Linked DNA regions of Callithrix jacchus: region 1 is linked to region 2. A link is a contact called in public Hi-C data. All regions are on one chromosome and are shown on one strand. Each heading gives the region's core, a stretch centred on a gene start, on an enhancer-like site or on the middle of the called end of the contact. The rest is flanking DNA. Distances are from core to core; before and after follow the strand shown.

Evidence for each region. Hi-C and Micro-C count contacts between places; a contact is called where the count stands out from the background.
Region 1: a contact with region 2 is called in a Hi-C map of induced pluripotent stem cells, with 2.8 times the contacts expected there. The contact joins two enhancer-like sites. A contact is called at or near these places in 2 of 3 Hi-C or Micro-C datasets (induced pluripotent stem cells and skeletal muscle).

The regions. Positions count from the first base shown.
Region 1 is chr10:76,585,897-76,590,473 of calJac240_pri, reverse strand. No RefSeq gene overlaps it. Among named protein-coding and RNA genes, the nearest start is that of CTR9, 13 kb to the left of the region's middle. Within about 2 kb of position 3,128, at least 3 of the 16 cell types and tissues checked have an H3K27ac peak or open chromatin away from gene starts, as enhancers often do.
Region 2 is chr10:76,505,073-76,509,033 of calJac240_pri, reverse strand. The region is part of intron 2 of IRAG1 (inositol 1,4,5-triphosphate receptor associated 1); the gene reads left to right. Among named protein-coding and RNA genes, the nearest start is that of IRAG1, 36 kb to the left of the region's middle. Within about 2 kb of position 1,528, at least 7 of the 16 cell types and tissues checked have an H3K27ac peak or open chromatin away from gene starts, as enhancers often do.

The DNA.
Region 1 (4,577 bases), core at 1,879-4,378, 80 kb before region 2:
GTTGTTCTTTTTTTGTTGTTGCATTTATGTATATCAATTCTATTTAAATTAAGAAAAAGAGCTCTTTGACAAATATGTTTTCCCCATTTTTGTTTTTGTAGAGATGGGGAGTCTCACTATGTTGCCCAGGCTGTTCTCGAACTCCTGGGCTCAAGTGATCTGCCTGCCTGGGTCTCCCAAGGTGCGAGGACTGTTTTCCTTGTTTTTGAACTGAGTCTTTTGATGTAGTTGTGTTACTTTTCCTTCATTTTTCATATCAGAGTTAGATTGCTACTTAGACAAATATATTAATTTTTTGTTTTATGGCTTCTGGGTTTTGGCCTTTTCAAAAAAAACTTCACCTTTCTTAGATTTGTAATAAATGGATCCACATTTTAAGATATTTTATTTATTTATTACAAATATTTGATTCACTACCATTGTTGGGTGTAAGGAGAGAGTCAGGAGCTTGCCCTCGTCATCTTAACAGGTACTGACCAGTTGTACCATCACCATTTGTTTACTAGTCTCTCTTTTCCCAAGTAACTCCAAATCTCACCTTTACATTACACTAAATTCCCTGTGCATTTGAGCCTACTTCTGATATTTCTTTGGTTTCATGAATTTCTTCTCATATCTAATTGCTTTACTTGCTGAAGTTTCAAAATACTTTTTTTGTTTTTTTTTTTGAGATGGAGTTTCACACTGTTGCACAGGCTGGAGTGCAGTGGTGCAATCTCTGCTCGCTGCAACCCCTGCCTCCCAGGTTTAGGCGATTCTCCTGCCTCAGCCTCCCGAGTAGCTGGGATTACAGGTGCCCGCCACCATGCCCAGCTAATTTGTATTTTTAGTAGAGATGGGGTTTCACTATGTTGGCCAGGCTGGTCTTGAACTCTTGACCTCATGATCTGCCCACCTCAGCCTCCCAAAATGCTGGGATTACAGGCGTGAGCCACTGCGCTCAGCCTCAAAATATGTTTTGATATAAGGCTAGACCTAGAAGTGGACATACTTTAGATGTGGCAAATGGAGAATATTTTGCTAACTAGGTGACATGTAGGCTGACATTTGAAGAATAAGAAGTAACCAGCTTCATGGAGATGAGGCAGGAGCATTTCAGGTAGAGGAAGCTGCATGTGCAATAGCTGGAGGCAGAAAGCAGCCTGGCTTGCATACAGGAGGTTAAACGAAAAAATAAAAAGGGCAGTGGTGAGCACATTAAACAAGGGAGAGAAGGATATGAAATGGGATGGGAAAGCTAGGCCAGATTTTGTAGGACTTTGTAGACCATGGTGAGGAGCTTGGTTTTGTCTTAAGCACAAAGGGAAGCCTTTAATGAATTTGAAGCAGGAAACTGACATGCTCCAATTTCCCAGAGGATGACCTCATCACTCCGTCTGTTATGAGGAGGGGACAGCTGTGGGACTTTAAAAAATATCATTGGCTAGGTGCAGTGGCTCACACCCACAATTCTAGCACTCTGGGAGGCTGAGGCAGGAGGATCATCTGAGCTCAGGAGTTCAGAACAGTCTGGACAACATAACAAGACCTTGTCTCCACTAAAAAACATTGTATGTGTGTTTAAAATAGTTGAGCTTATCTATATTATAAAGTCTCAGCAAGTGACACCTTTTGCTGAGATGGGGAAGACAGGTTTGGCAGTGACTATGCCAGGATTAAATCAGGGTTGAGATGTTAAGTTTGAGAGATCTGAGAAATCGAAAAGCAGAGAGCAGAGGAAGTTCTTTGATATGTGTGGATCTGGACCCAGAAAGAGGGGTCTAGGTTAATACACCAACCCAAATAGAAATGTTATTCAGAATCATAGGAATGAGGGAGATGGTGGAGGAGAAGGAGAGTTGGAGAGAGAAGAAAAGAGGGTCCAGGCCCAGGCCTAGGGGAGCATCAGTATTTAGAGATGTGTGGAGAAGAAGGAGCCTTCAGGACACTGGCGAGCTGCGTGGCAGGGAGAGCAGGAGGGCACGATCTCAAAACCCTATTCCTTTTTTTGTTTTTAATTTCTCTTTCTTTCTTTCTTTCTTTCTTTTTTGAGACAGAGTGTCCCTGTGTCACCCAGTGATGCAATCTTGGGAATAGATGAGAATTCCCAAGTGGTTACCCAGTGACCTCCCTGTCTTGGGTTCAAGCAATTCCCTGGCCTCAGTCTCCTGAGTAGCTGGGACTGCGGGTGCTTGCCACCATGCCCAGCTAATTTTTGTATGGGCGGGGGTAGAGACGAGGTTTCACCACATTGGCTAGGCTGGTCTCGAACTCCTGACCTCAGGTGATCTGCCTGCCTTGGCCTCCCAAGGTATTGGGATTACAGACGTGGGCCACTGCCTTACAACCCCACTTCTCGACCCTTCCATGGCTCCCACAGCACTTGGAATAAAGTCCAGACTCCTTTCCATTTTCATCAAGACCCTGCCCTCTCTGGCCACCCTCCAGCTATAGCTACTCCCCACCTCTGTCACCTTTTCTGGGGTCTTCTTGCCCCTCTGCCTGGAAGACCCGCCCCAAAACCCCTTATCCCTTTGGTGTGACTCGTATTCATGCTCGAGTTGCCTCCTTATCATCCCCGAAGCTTCCCCTCATCTTAGTCTATCCCAGCATCTTACTGAGTTCCTTTATCATGATTCACGACTATATATTTGTGTACACAGAGCAGTAAGCACCATTCGGGCAGGGATAATTTCTTTTTGTATCCTTAGTACCAACCCAGTGTCTAGCAAACAGTAGGGGTGCAATAAACATATGACTCATGAATGAATGAGTCAGTCCTTTTAATCTTCACCCTGGTCCTGTGAGGTAGCGGTTATAACCTCTGTTTTGCTTTTTTTTTTTAAAAAAAAAAAAATGGAGGACATGAGACTCAGAACGACTAGGTGACTTTTCACAGGTTGCAGCATACTGAGGAGTGATGGGTGGGTGAAAATATTGGTGAACCTGTTCCAGTCTCCAGACGGCAGAAGAACATGAAAAGCTTGGCCAAAAGCCCAGGTGTTCTTGGTGGCTGGCGAGCCCCGGGCTGTGTAGGCAAGAACCCAGCAGAGGGCAGTAGAGGGCTGCGCTGGACTGGGATCTGCCGGAGGGAGCGGGATCTGCCGGTTGGAGCGGGCCCTGGGCGGAGCAAGGGGTGGGCGGCCAGGTACTGGGCTGGGACTTGGGAAGATGACCTTGTTTTGTCTAGTCCTTTGTAGGACTCTAGAGTGCGCTGTTGGAGCGCTTGAGGCAATGTTCCTATGTGTGTTTACACCTGCCGATCCTCACCACAGAGTAGAAGGAAGCCATCTTTCTTACCGTGGGGCCCTTGTTGGAAAGGTCACCAAGTCTCTCCAAGGAGATGGGAGGAGAGGCCAGAGGACAGGGTGGGGGTGACAGAGGGCCCTGAGGTGGAATGGTGAGTACAGATGTGCAACTGGGATTTTTGGCCTTGGCTGCGAGGGCACAAACGTCCTAGGGTGGCATCCAGCAGTTAGCGCCAGGCAGGGGGCTGGGAAGACCCTAAGGGAGACAGCAGGGTGGGGGAAATAGGAGGTCATTACTACCTCAGGGACATACATTGTCAAAAATGACTTTCTAGGTTTCTTATTCGCTCTGAATGGAGTTCCTTTCTCTCCTCCTTTTTTGTTAGGAAAGTTGTTAAAATTTCCACCCTGCCATCTATGCTTAGGGGAAAAGAGATTTTGCTCATGAACTGGGGTGAGGGTGGGGGATGGGGGAGCCCCTTGGGGGCCAGCAAGGTGGCAGCAGCAGAGTCAGGATAGAAGGAAGGTCCCAACAAGAATGATATAATGGACTTTGGGGACTGGTGGGAGTGGGGGGGAAGGTTGGGAGGGAGTGGGGGATAAAAGACTACATATTAGGTGCAGTGTCACTGCTGGGGTGATGGGTGCACTAAAATCTCAGAAATCACCACTAAAGAATTTATCCATGGAACCAAAAACCACCTGTACCTCAAACCACCTGTACCTCAACTTCAATATTAGATAGATCAACGAGACAGAAAATTAATAAGGATATCCATGACTTGAACTCAGATCTGGAACAAGTAAACTTAATAAACATTTATAGAACTCTCCACTTTAAATACACAAAATATACACTCTTATCAGTACCACATCACACCTACTCACAGGTTTAAATGAAATATTGGTTGGCCATTATTAAGCACAATTATTGGCATAAAAGAAATTTTCAATACCCATTTTTAGACTGCATTCTAGCCTGGGCAATAAAGCAACACTCCCGTTCTCTCTCCCTCTTCTTGTTCCTCTTTCTTCCTCTTCTTCATTCCTTTTTTCTTTCTTTCTTTCTAAAAAAATTAAAAAAAAATTTTTTTTTTAACGAATGGAAGGCCGCAAATGGAATCCACACTTAGTTCAGCATATGGTTTTTCAAGTAATACAAACATACATACACACTTCACCATATATGCAATCACACACAACATACATATACACACACACTTCACTCACAGGCTCACAGTCACATTACATGCACAATACACTCTCATACCCATCAGCACACACCTCACACACTGACGCATCACACGTACACACTGACACACTCAACATGATACACCGACTCTCACCCGG
Region 2 (3,961 bases), core at 279-2,778:
TCTCTGGGTGGAGGGGGAGGCCCTGATATGTATGTATGTTTCTGATTTGCCAATTTCCATGGTATAGATACTCCCACTATGACCAATGACAAGCTACTAACTCGACCTCACTGATCATGGAACTGAAAAGAGATGGGCAGTAGAAAATCATTATATGTGTTTGCAGAGACAGTAGAAATACACCATCCTAAGCGCACAGGTAAAATGTAGTAAAATAATTAGAAAGCAGTTATTTTGAGTATTTACCTCCTTTTTGTTTAATGTGAGTTTATATAATTTATTTTTTAATAATGTCTGTGTTTAACCACCAGTTCATACAATTCTTGAAAATCACATTAGACTCTTAAGAGCTGCAGCAAACAGGATCCTATGCACCACTAAAGAGATCTCTCCAAAGTATAAGTTAGAAGGGCCCAGAAATTCACCTACTTCTCAGGCTCAGTGACTCCCTAAGGTCACCCACAGGGGAAGGGCAGAGCCAACCCTAGGGCCTGGGACACAGTTCCTGATCCTTCATCTCTTCCTGGTGACCACTGGGTGCCCTGCCCTTTATGGGGTCTCGCAGACCCACGAATACCGTGTGGTCCTTGACCCCAGGATGATGACTCATGTCACTCTGGAGTGAGTCACTCAGAGAAGAGGCTGCTGAGCAGCCTGGAACAAACAGAACTGGGCAAGATTTCTATTTGCTAGGCGTTAAATGGGAGGCTTAGATACTTTGCTGCTATTCCCGGTGCCTTTGAACTGCCTCCGATTGAGCAATTGTACATATTTTGAAGAAGAAAAGTTTTTTTCAAGTGGACCTATTTTTAAAAAAAGAATTGCTGAAGTGAACAAGCTGGAAAGGAAACCTGGGGAGATGTTTAGGCTTATTTCCTGTCACTGGTCTGAGCAGGTGCTGGCTCCTTCCCAGGGCACCCCCGGTCAACAAAGCCAATACGAGTTCCACAGGAGTAGAGAGCAGGGCTGGAGAAAATCAGGCCCTGAGAAGGTTTTTCACGGATATACAAACCCTGGGAGTGTTGGGGTGCTTGGGGCCAGCCTCCCCAAACACGTCTTTGTTTAGGGGACACAGCCATATGGGAAGTGCCTTCCACTTCCTCCTCCTTCCTTTTCTGTTGCCATGGAGGCTTTCTCCCTGCATCTCCGCCCTTCTCCATGTTCCTGCTCCCCCACAATTCCCTTCACTCTAGAACCACTTTCAGGAGGGAATCCTGGGGCTTCCACCACACACTGGGGGTGGCTGAACCCCCTCCACTCACTCATTCACCCAATTGTTCAAATACCTACTTGGCCAGACACTGTGACCGACCCTTTTCCAGGAGGGATTGCACACTAGGCCTCGTGTCTCACCTGTGGAATGAAAACCTCTGTTTTGGGAATTGCCATCAGTACAGGGATAGTGGAAGGAGCTGGGGCTTCGAAACCAGACTGACCTGGGACTGAGCACAGCACAGACTTGGGGCAACCACAGCCCAGACGTGGGACTGTCCATGGCACAGACCAGGACTGAGTCTCCTTTACTTGCAGGAGAGAAGTCTAGGGGCTCAGCCCCCTAGGATGAACACCAGGGTCTCTGAGCCTTGGTTTTGTTTTGTTGATGCCATGCTTAGAGAACTCAGCTGCCCTGTTTGGAGAATGTGAGGGAACTGAATGCATTCTGTGTGCTAGCACCTTGCATGTATTTCCTGTTTTAATCCTTACAATAACCCTAAAAGGTAGGTGCTATCACCTCCATTTCCAAATGAGGAAACTGAGGCTAGGGGAGATTTATCCAGCAAGGGAGTGGCAGAGGAAGGATTAGAACTGAGTCTGCCAAGCTCCAAAGCCCCATGAGCAGGCCAAGGTTAGGAAGCAGGATGGGGTTTTCCCGAGGCAGGCTCCCTCTCCAGCTCACTTGTGGAGGTACAGAACCCAGCTCTGCAGTTGGCCAGGCCCAGGGGACCCCCAGGAGCACCTCCCAGCACTTTCAGCAGATCCCTTGCGGGAGCATCCTCTTTCCCGCGAGAGTGACCACGAGAGCAAGGACGATCATGAGGCGCTGCCGAAGGACGCCTGCTTTCCTGGCACAGACACAATGGCTTACCCTTCACCATGAGCAAAACCATCAAAATGAAAAGTCAGAAAGCTGCCATGTGTATCCGGGCGTGGGGTGTGGGGGCTCTGGGGCCTTCTCTGACTCTGCCCCTCACTTACAAGTGTGGCCTTGGTCACGTGCCTCCCCCTCTCTAGGTCTCAGTTCCCCATCAGTAAAAATGGGCACAGGGGTAGGACTGGTGAGTTCCCAGTGGCCCTTCTGTCACCCTCTGGATTTACAGAAAGGCTAAGAGAGCCCCTTGTGCAGTCACCCCAAACAATGCCCCCCATCAGTTGTTCATCTAGAGATAGACCCGTGGTATTAATAGCAACCTAATCTCTTTCACATTCTTTGTACTGCTAAAATGAAAGCAAAAATTCAAAGCTGGAAGAACAACAACAACAAAAAAAACTCCCTTCTGAGAATACTGAGTCACTCCAGAAAGGTCAGTGGAGGCTAGGTTAACCCATTGTTTCCCGAAAGAGTTTCTTGGCTCTTCCCTCAATGTTCAGAGATTCATAGAATCTGAGAGCCACTCAACTTACAGGCTGTGCTCCTGGGATACTGTGGTTTTAAGAGAGGAGTTTGGTCTCTTCTAGGCAGGTTGCAAGTCTCTGGGAGAGGCATCTTTGGGGTCAGGATGAGAGGTTGCTGCTGCCTGTGGAGAACAGGCTTGGCTCTGCAAGGAAGGGGAGCATCAGACCCAGATGCAATAAATTCCCAGCTCCGCCATTCACAGGCAATGACATTGGGCAAGTATCTGGGCCTCTGTTCCCTTATCTGTAAAATGGGTCTAATTTTAATGTTAATAATATTAGTACTTACTCTCCCCACCTCACAGGGTTGCTGAGAGCACTGAAAGAGATAGTCTCTGTAAAGACTGCTCCTGAACCCTGCGTCCTGATGATGACTCTGTACTTTCTGGGATACAGTAAGGCCTTTGAAGCCTATAAGGCGGGGCTGGCCTCTCTTTCCTCCACCTGCTGCTACCACCCTTCCCAAGGCTGCGAGCACAGAACCGCCCCCACCATTGGCTACCTGTGCAGGGTGGAGGTGTGTGGCCAGCTGTGGCCGGGCCTGCCTGTGCTTTCATGGCCCTTTGCTGTCCTCCTGCCCTGCTGCTACAGCCCGCAGGGTTCTACAACAGCTATTTCCAGAGGCAGAACCTGTGCTGTTGACCTAACAAGTGTGGGGCTTTCTGAATGGACAAACCAGTGGAGGTGCAGGAATGGAAAGGTCAGAGGGTGAGGGGGGAACGGGTGGACTGGCAGACAGTGAGTAGAAGGATGGGGGGATGAATCTGCCACACCACACAGCAGGGGACATGCAGGCTCAACTGTGGGCCACTCTTAAGCCCTCATAAGACCCCTGACCTGACAACCAAAGTGTAGGTACTGCTTCCTCCCCTCTGCCTCCCACCATCCTTAGCCTCACTGAGAGTACTCACTCCAGTTCTCCCCTTGGAGGCAGGGGGCCCCCTGCTAGGCTTTTCTGCTGCACTCAAGCAGAACTGCTGGTGAAGAAGCCAGAATGGAAGAGAGGAAAGACAATGGGCCTAGGAGTCACACTAGCCTGGATTATAACCCTTCACCAGCTACTTACTAGCTGTGTGATATTAACCAAGTTGTGGAACCTGAGCCCTAGATCCTTACTAGGTTGAATGGAAATAATAAAACGCATCTAATGGGGGTTAAACAATATAGCATTTGAAATACATCTCCACATGTACCCCAAAACCTAAAATGCAATAAAATATATTTAAAAAATAATAATAAAAAATAAAGAAATACATCTAGCATAGTGTCTGATGCTCAGTAGGTGACTTAGAAATATCTGAAGAATTAAAGCATGAACAAAAGTATATTAGTTTGTTTCCTTTCGTGA